Regions from separate parts of the Gossypium arboreum genome. Here region 1 is linked to region 2. A link is a contact called in public Hi-C data. All regions are on one chromosome and are shown on one strand. The core of a region is the stretch at or near the end of the contact, and the rest is flanking DNA. Distances in the headings are between cores, read along the strand shown.

What was found. Hi-C and Micro-C count contacts between places; a contact is called where the count stands out from the background.
Region 1: a contact with region 2 is called in a Hi-C map of leaf, with 2.3 times the contacts expected there. The contact joins the promoter of LOC108469085 here to the promoter of LOC108464426 in region 2. A contact is called at or near these places in 2 of 5 Hi-C or Micro-C datasets (both in leaf).

Annotation. Positions count from the first base shown.
Region 1 is chr8:49,348,886-49,353,861 of ASM2569848v2, reverse strand. LOC108469085 (cytochrome P450 78A3-like) reads left to right here and starts at 1,964. Exons shown (of 2, transcript XM_017769975.2): 1 at 1,964-3,320; 2 at 3,501-4,332. The coding sequence starts at 2,175. The coding sequence ends at 4,124.
Region 2 is chr8:49,129,581-49,134,685 of ASM2569848v2, reverse strand. LOC108464426 (protein HLB1-like) reads left to right here and starts at 2,147. Exons shown (of 14, transcript XM_017764724.2): 1 at 2,147-2,726; 2 at 3,405-3,527; 3 at 3,643-3,712; 4 at 3,891-4,004; 5 at 4,230-4,313; 6 at 4,692-4,742; 7 at 4,858-4,887; 8 at 5,022-5,084. The coding sequence starts at 2,392.

The DNA.
Region 1 (4,976 bases), core at 715-3,214, 220 kb before region 2:
GACTTGATATAAAATGAGTATGAGAAACACAAGTATAATACATGCAAATGTTATGTTTGTGACTTAATTGAGGATGTTTAATCGTTAAATGGATGTCATGTTATATATCCTTGATGTTGTATAAATGTGTGAGGGATTATGGTTGACCAAGGCTTGGAAAATAGCCTAACTGTTAGCCACACGGACGTGTGACTCTCTAGACATGGAAAATTTCTCTAAGTGTTGTAAAATTTTTAGAAGTTCTTGGTTTAGTCCCGAACCACCCCCGATGTGTGTTGTGGGCCTCATAGACCCGTATAAGGGACGATATGCATGTGTTTGAATGTTTTTGAATTGGTTGAAATTTTATGGCTCAGTTTTACATGTATATGTATGTTTAAGCCCGATAATGCCTCGTATCCTATCCCGGCATCGGACACGGGTAAGGGATGTTACAATAAGGATCCAAGATTCTCAACCACAACATGAAGATAAGCATGAACATCAAGATAAAGATGAAGATTTTGATCCAGATGCACAGTATGATGCTCTCCGCCTAGAAATCTATCAGAAAAAACAAGAAAAGCAGGACCATATCATTGATCTTAGTCTCACATCAAATGAATACACTGACTATGATTAAAGAATAGAATCTCACTTTTACTATTTGCCTTCAATAAAGATGTTTTGTACTGTTTGCTTTATGTAAAATATCTGTACCATAAGTTTGTCTGTTTGTAAGCCTCTCCATCTGTATAAGAAGAGTTATATCCTCTTGTAAAAACAGATCAAGTTAGATCAATAAAATATCAGAGTGTTTTCTATCTATGGCTTTCTAAATTCCCTGCTTTCTCTCTAGATTTCCTTTTAAGATAAGATTGAGCTTATGAGTTAACTATGAGTTCAAATAGAGTATGCTCTGTGCTTGCCATATACATGGATCCTGCACATAATAAATATGCTCTGTGCTTGCCATATACATGGATCCTGCACATAATAAATATTAAACTCTGATCAAAGGTATCAATAATGCTGAGGATTAAGGAAGTTTCTTGATTTAAGGGTTTATAGCTAAAAGGCAGTGCTTGTTTTAATGTCCAAAAAGAAAAGTGGTCTGTGTTTTTGGCATAGCATACCTGCTACAATTCTTAAGTCTTGAATCCCGTCCTACAATTTTGATTTCCAGAAATATTTCATAAGTGCGTTCTGGAAATTTTGGGAAGGTGATACGCACACCTTCAGCTGGAAGAGTATTTTTCTGACGAATCGAGGGAAATAACTCCACTATGTTTGGTCGTGGGGATGATGCTGAAAGCAAATCCTACCTGATGAGACAATTAAATTGCATGAGGAGAGAATTAAAGGGATATCATAATTCTTTATTTTTTAAGGTGGTCTCACTTGAGTTAATCATTATGAATGGGTTTGGATGAGTGATGTGTTTATCTGTGGTTAATATAAAAATAATGGTGACGGTGATATTAACTACTATAACGATATTGTAGCGTGAGACAAAAACTAAACTAAACGCACCCCTAAACCCATCCAAACTCACCCTATATATAATTGCCTTAAAAATGCTTGATCATTTTGCTAATTTTAATCAAATACTAATTAACATTCACCAATGCCGCTGCTAGTTTGTTTTAATGATTCTTGTTCTTTTAATTTTCTTTTTCGAAAAACTTAAAAGAGTTACTTTCATGAATTTTTTTTGTAACCATGTAAAAGTTTTGTGCCCATGAGATTATAAAAAAGAAATAAAAAGAAGAGGAAGATACTACATCGACATGATTGGGTATGAAAAAGAATGATATTTGATTAATGTGGCCTGGAAGTGGAGGGCTCGCTCAGGACCACCACATACACCGCCGATGCCTAAATTCTGAGAGCGATGCCAAATTCATTAACATAGCGAATCGGAATGGCTGCCTTTGTCAATTATTACCAGTAATATGCTGCTACTAGCCTTTGATATTAGTGGTTTGATAGCTGTGGATCGAAAAAGATAGAATGGTAGCAGCTAGGGGCTTACGTGTTCCAAGAAAATGAACCCCACGAGCAGAAACGAGCGTGGGGAATGCAAGGGGCTCCATGCTCATGAAGCCTCGTTTTCGGTTTTGCTAGTGGCGGCGCACACTGATATCGATTTTAACTTTTCGATTTTTTTTTTAATTCCGTTATAATGTTGATATATGCCGATCCGTGTGGCATATCTCATAATGCTTCTGTTTAACCGTTACTCTTGTAGTCCACAAAAAAAAAAAAAAAAATCTCTATATAAGCAACGCTCTCATTCCATAGTCTCAACCAGAAGAGGAAACAACCAAACAAACAAAATATCATCCGCCATTTTCCTGATCTCCATGGAAACTAACTCTGATTGCTTTTGGCTTTTGTTTATTGCTTCCAAATGCAAAACTTTCTCCTCTCAAAACTCAGTTTGGCTTCTTCTTTTACTTTGCATGGGTTGGCTGGGTATGACCCTCTGTTTCTGGTTGTACCCTGGAGGTCCTGCCTGGGGTAAGTATCGTTGGCTGCGGAAGAGAGGTGCCGCGAAGCACAATATCATTCCAGGACCACGAGGTTTCCCAGTGCTGGGAAGCATGAACATCATGCTTAATCTGGCTCACCATAAAATTTCTGCAGCAGCTAAGTGTTTTGATGCTAAACGGCTCATGGCCTTTAGCTTGGGTGATACAAGGGTTATGGTTACATGCAACCCTGATGTAGCCAAAGAGATTCTTAACAGTTCCATTTTTGCTGATCGTCCTGTGAAAGAGTCGGCATACAGTTTAATGTTCAACAGAGCCATTGGTTTCGCTCCTTATGGGGTTTACTGGCGAACCCTCAGAAGAATTGCTGCCACACATCTATTTTGTCCTAAACAAATCAGCTTCGCCGAGGCACAGAGGTCTGATATCGCCTCTCAAATGCGTTCTATAATAGCATGTCGTGGTGGAACCGGAGAAATCTCCGTACGGGATATACTAAAGAAAGCATCTCTTAACAACATGATGTGCTCGGTGTTTGGCAGCAAGTATCAACTTGGCTCGTCAAATACTGAAACTGAACAACTCAACCAGCTTGTCGAAGAAGGTTACGACCTATTAGGGAAGCTCAATTGGTCTGATCATCTCCCATGGCTTGCTGGTTTAGACCTTCAAAAAATCCGGCTTCGATGCACCCAACTTGTTCCCAAAGTGAACAAGTTTGTGAGTAGAATCATTCAACAACATAAACTGCAACCTGAGACAATAAACCATGATTTCGTGCACGTTTTACTTTCTCTCACTGGACCTCATAGACTCTCGGACAACGATATGATTGCCGTACTTTGGGTAAGCAACAAAGCAAGCAATTTTATTTTATTTTTTTATAGGCATGGTTTTTTGCTTTCTAGCTGTGATGGGAAAAGAATCGAGGATGGAATCTTGGATCAGTTTGATGATTAGATTACGATAATATGTACATTTTCTTAGCTTTTAAGTACAATTAATTGCTTTGTCCTAATTACGCAGGAGATGATATTTAGAGGAACGGACACTGTGGCGGTTTTAATAGAGTGGATTCTAGCGAGAATGGTGCTTCACCCGGAAATCCAGTCAAGAGTGCAGGCGGAGCTTGATGAAGTTGTGGGGAAATCACGAGCGTTGATGGAATCAGATATTGAATCGATGGTTTACCTGCAGGCAGTAGTGAAGGAGGTTCTGAGGATGCACCCACCTGGCCCACTTCTATCATGGGCCCGGTTGGCAATCACAGACGCTACTATTGATGGATATCACGTGCCTGCTGGGACCACAGCCATGGTTAACATGTGGGCCATTACCAGGGACCCAGAAATTTGGGTGGACCCACTCAAGTTCATGCCAGAGAGATTCGTGTCCAAGGATAATATTACTGATGTGGAATTCTCGGTGTTAGGGTCAGACCTTAGGCTGGCGCCATTCGGGTCAGGCCGTCGGACTTGCCCAGGTAAGACATTGGGTTTGGCCACTGTTAACTTTTGGGTGGGATCCTTATTGCATGAATTCGAGTGGGTGCAATCGGATGCTAATCCAGTTGATCTCACCGAAAGGCTTAGGCTCTCCTGCGAAATGGCTAACCCTCTTAAGGTCAAAGTGCAGCCTAGGCGCAGATGAAATGATAATCGCACAATTTATGATGGTTCAATCTGAGATTATATACTATCCTTATTTAGCAACCAGTTGTTAGATATATATGGTAAGATTTAAAATGTATATATCTTGATGTTTTCTGTAGAAATATCAATGCTTCCTGACCTACGTCCCTACTATATATATGGATAATATTATGTAATTTTATTTAACTGCAATAAGGTTTTGATCATCTCATTTTTCATTTCTTTTTTCAATTTCCAAAGGCAACAGTTAGGGAGTCTTTGGTATAGAAAGTTATAACTTTTCAAGGAATGCATTGGTTAGAATGTTATTCTAACATTTGGGATGAAAAAAATTAATTTACTTTTATTAGAATGTTTTCTATTGAAGTTACTTAAAAATTGAATTTCTTAATAATTGGCCTAAAAGTTATTTTCTAAATTATCCTTTCAACTTATTCAATCTAAAAAAAAAAAATGGAAAAACACAATTTGTGCTTGTTTTGTCTTTTTTTTTTTTAGTTGCTACAATTTCGATTCATTTTCTAAAGCTTAAAACTTAAAACTTAAAACACAATTGTTTTCTCATTTTCTAGTACATAAAACTTAAAACTTGTAGAATTATGTAATTGTGTGAAAATAAGCTATTCATAGAGATATCTTATTGCTCCAGCAACAACATTAACATCACCTATTCTCAAATCTAAATTTTAAACTAATTCTTTGCCTAACTTTCTCATCAAGAACAACTTACGGCATACCACCTTAACAAAGCTTACATAAAAAATCCTGTGTTAAAAACAAATCTAACCGCTATGAAAAAAATGTTACATCTAAATCAAATTACTAGTTTAAAATTAGTAGTAAGATATTC
Region 2 (5,105 bases), core at 898-3,397:
GGGTCTTGTCTGATGTATTATCAGTCCAGTGAATCAAATCTATGTCTCTATCTTCTGGGAGTCATCCGCTTCGATGCCCAAAACAAAGCATCTTGTCGATTGAACTTGATGGAAGGCATATTAGTCTTGCAATTGATTTGCTCATTTCCAATTAGACTAAGAACATCTTTAGGTTTATCTACTAATATAGGTTGTCTTTCCGTATTACGATTCAACCATGTAATACCGCTTAGTATTAGTTAAACATTAGATAACTAATGAGCTAATATTTGCTTCTATTTTTCTTTGCATGTAAAAACTATTGAGGACAATATACAAATAATATTAATGCAACTCATAGATAATTTTATTAAATTAATCTATTCGAAAAATACAAGTATACAAACGAATATACTACACTTAGAGCACCAGATCCAGCATTGTTAAATTAGTTAGCGGTTAACGAATCAATCAACCATCATTTTCACCATTTGCATATTCTAAGAAATTAGGAAGAAAGTTTAGGTTAAATAGTTTAATTGATAATTTAGATTTGGTATCTATATATTTTCCTATTTGGTTTGCATTAATAATTTTCAACCAAATTAGATTAGTAATTGCTTAGTTCTTGATTAACTTGATAAACACATTTACCAATTTGACAATTATTTGGGTTTGATCCTTGGAATACTCTGAGTGTTCTATTGAAACACTTATAAATATTACAACTAACCTATCACACTTATAGTAAAAGCTACTTTTAGTTCTATATATTTCGTGCTAATTCTTTACTCAATGTTCATACACTAGTGTGTGATAATCTTCCTAATAAGATTTATGCTGAAATGAAAAAATAATCACCATGAAATCATTTCTTGAAAATCGTTTATAGTGAAACATTCATATCATAAATTATATTTGTTAAAAGAATTGAAGTATTTCCTTTGACAATCAAAATTTATCTTATAATAATTGCATTATCTTATATAGACTTAATAATAATCAATGATTAATTAAAACTTAAACTTAAAATTATATGTATGATAAGGATAATAGTTCATTGAAATTGGAAGGAATAAATGAAAGTAAGTAAAGTTTTTAAAAATACTCATATTTATATTATTAATATTTATATTGTAAAACATTGCTAAATATTTATAAATCATATTTCATATACTTATTATTAAAATATTAATATAAAATATTTTTAATAGAATATTAAGAATACTTTCTAAATTTAAATTTATTATTAGTAGTAGAATTTATTGTAAAAATAAAATTATAATATTAAATAATTTAATTAAAATAATAAATTGTATTAACTATATTAATAATTTGTTATGTACTATTAAATGTAAATATAAATATATATTTAATAATATTGAAAAGTATAATTTAAAATCAATATTTTAACATTTCTAAAAGTTAAAACTAAAATTTTATTATAATATATTAATATTTAGCTCAGTTCAAGTAAATTATTATCTAAAAACTTTTTACTCATAATTGAGGTTTTTTCAAAAATTCTTAAAAGAAGAAAACTTGCATAAAAGGGGTTTATTGTAATTGACTGAGTAACTTCATTCATCAAGTTATTTGTCATTAACCAAACACAAAATGTGAAAACTATTTTTCATAAATAATTTTTCATGAAAGAAATGCACCTTAAGTAAAAATCTTATATAAATAATATTACTTCCATAAATGAATTTATGGATTGAGTTGAGATTAAATTAGGTCCATAATATTAATACCATAATAAATTTCCAATTTTAACTTAGAAAAAATATAAATTTCAAATTTCAACTAAATTTACCCATATTTATAAATAATTCATTTAAGTTCGTTAGCACTTTCATATATATATATATATATATTATTTTTTAAAAATAATTGTTTTATTTAATATTTAACGATTATATAATTATAACCATTATATATTTTTAATTAAATTTCTAAAAGAATTAATATTTAAATTATAAGTATATTTCATTTGATGTCATATAAATTACATAAGAAATGTTGTATTTTGGTTTTGAATATAAAAGCTATGCCAGAACCATTTTTTTAAACCAACTTAATTATTTTTTAAAGCTTAATATCGTGTTCAAAATTTAGGTTTTTTAATAATGATTTTTTCGGAAAATGGTCAACACCACCCTGCGAACTTAGGTTTCAATACATTAAAATTTAGTAATGAGGGAGGAATCTTGGCATTTGAAGATAACAGTTGTACTCTTACATAGTAGCTTACCTATGTTTTACTTTTACTGCGACTTATTACGGCCCTGCTGAAGTAACATCCTTTTTTGCATTGGATCTTGGCTTCAACACGCTATATTTTCTAGTTCTCTCTTTCAGATCTTCTTGGATTCCGCTTTGGCGTTGCACGCAAATCTCTCGTTCAACGCTATGTCCGAAACGATTGAGGGATCCGAACTTCAAAATGGTTTCCAGCCACAACCCCGGCCCGAGCCCGAACCGGAATCGGAATTGAAAGTAGAATCTCAACCTGAACAACAACCGGAAGAGGAACTGAAACCGGAACCTGTGGTAACTGATGTCGTTCCGAAGCCGGAGCCGAACAATGAGAGCTCGATCCAATCGAATGAGACGACCAAACAAGCTTCAACCGACCAAGTTGCTCCTCCAGGGCGGCGTAAAGATGACGAGAACCGGACTTTCACGATGAGAGAATTGCTAAGTGAATTGAAAAGCGACGAAGATGATGCAGGTTCTCCTTACAGGTACTTTCTTTTTTCCTTCTCTTTTCGAGTTTCAGTTGATCAAAAAATTACACTCTTTAATTTGTAATTGGATTTAACGAGATTTCAACGTACAAATCTTTCGATCTTTGAAGGTCCCCGTTGATTATTCTCCTCAATTAAATGTGGAGAATTCTTCGAGTTTCAACTGAACCTAAAATTATGCTGTTTCTCTTTTATATCCCGAACAGAGAAGTTACAGAATTTTGATTCTTGATTATCTATTGGCAAACTACTAGATGCAATTAAGGCGTACTCTTCCTTTTAGTCTACGAGTTCATTTTCATTAATTGCATGGATGAGCAACTGTTCTCCCATCAAAGGTCTTCCATTACTCTTGAACATGATTGTTATGTTAGAAGCTCGTTATCTTTGAACTTCAGATGCAATTAGATTTTTTTTCCTGCTTTTGAGTCATTAAATTAGTTCTGAATTTCAAGTTCGGCATCAATTGTAATCTTAATCTTTTCCAACTTCGATGAAGGAATCCTTGGTTTTGGGATTTTGCACTTTATAGAATTCAGTTTATGTTCATTTTCATATGCCGCCATTCATGCAGTAAAGGTTTCCTAGTCTTGTTGGAGTAAATATGATGTGATCCTTGTTTCTTCTGCTTGTGAATGATACCATTGTCTACTACATGATTTATATATGCTTCAGTCAAGAAAACACGCAATGTCAGTCCTACCAAAATAATGCTGCAATGGAGTTGATCAATAGTGTCACTGGTACTGATGAGGAAGGCAGGTCTCGTCAACGGATTCTTATATATGCTGCCAGGAGGTACTGTCATCTTATTTTTATACACTTTTCACACTTTACTTCCATATTGAGCTTGATATGTTGCCGCTTTAGAGTCTGCTATTCAATAGTACTGATTTTCAGTCAAATTTTGTAGGTATGCTACTGCACTGGAGAGAAACCCAGAAGATTATGATGCTCTCTACAATTGGGCATTGGTTCTTCAGGTTTGAGATACTGGTTAATGTTGATGTTCGCTTAACATCATTCAGAATGATTATCATGTCTTATTATTATACAGCAAGGGCAGCCTCCTTAACATTGTCAATTTAAGCATATTGTAATGGTTGCAAAATGATGCAGATTTCTCATATCATGTCCTTTCTGTTCTTATTTGGCTTGCAGGAAAGTGCAGATAATGTTAGTCCAGATTCTACTTCACCTTCTAAAGATGCCTTGCTAGAGGAGGCTTGTAAAAAGTATGACGAGGCTACTCGTCTTTGCCCGACACTTCATGATGTATGTGTGCTTGTTCATGTTGCTGATGATCCATTGCATTACTATGATCTTTTGGTTTTTTTAAGTTCCATTTCAATTAAAAAAGGCATGATGACTGCTCAGAGTGCATAAGCCAGATAAGAAACTGAATGCACAACAGAATTTACTGAAATAAGTGTAGAGCTGTATAATATATACACTAATGATATTCATTCATGACTTTGATGCAATTTCATTGCATGACAGGCTTTCTACAACTGGGCTATAGCAATCTCTGATCGAGCAAAAATGCGTGGTCGGACCAAAGAGGCTGAAGAACTATGGGAGCAGGTTCTTACTTTATAATTTTGATATCTTAGTCATGCTAGACTTTTGTATGAACAATACTAGTCCTTTATAGGCAAATCTTGGTGTCTTGTCATGGAAAACCTTTTCCATGTGTGGATAAGATCTTGTTTCCTCTTTATGTTTCATGTTAGCTGCATGCTGTTATATAATCTAATTTAGTAAGGCCAATGAACCATGGAACTGGATTTTACTTTGGAGTTTTGGTATACAGTCATTCTGGAAATTAGTGCTGAAGCACATTGTCCTTGTAGTCATGCTGTGTAGAAATCCTTGGTGTTTTCAAAGGAATGCCTTGCTTTAGTAATAAAAGCGTTGTCCTTTACTTTGATAGAGCCTAATCCTATTGTTATGGGTTTTCAGGCAACAAAAAACTATGAAAAAGCTGTCCAGCTCAACTGGAATAGCCCCCAGGTATATTAGAAGTAATTGTTTCTTTTAGTCTTGTAATTCTCCCAACTAGAATGACTACATCTTTCATTTTTATTCTACATCTTAGTGGTTTTAAGGATTCTTAAATCTCTTTCAGGCTCTAAACAATTGGGGACTTGCTCTTCAGGTAAACCCTGTTTTAGTGATGTTGATATTGTAATCAGCTTCATTTTATTTCTGTATCTTTCAAATTTCTGAGTCTACTCCTATGAAATCCTAGAACGCTATGCTTACTTTCATGTTCTATCATGCATGCTTTAGGAACTCAGTGCAATTGTTCCAGCTCGGGAGAAGCAAAAAATTGTCAGGACTGCAATTAGTAAGGTACAAAAGTCATTTGACATC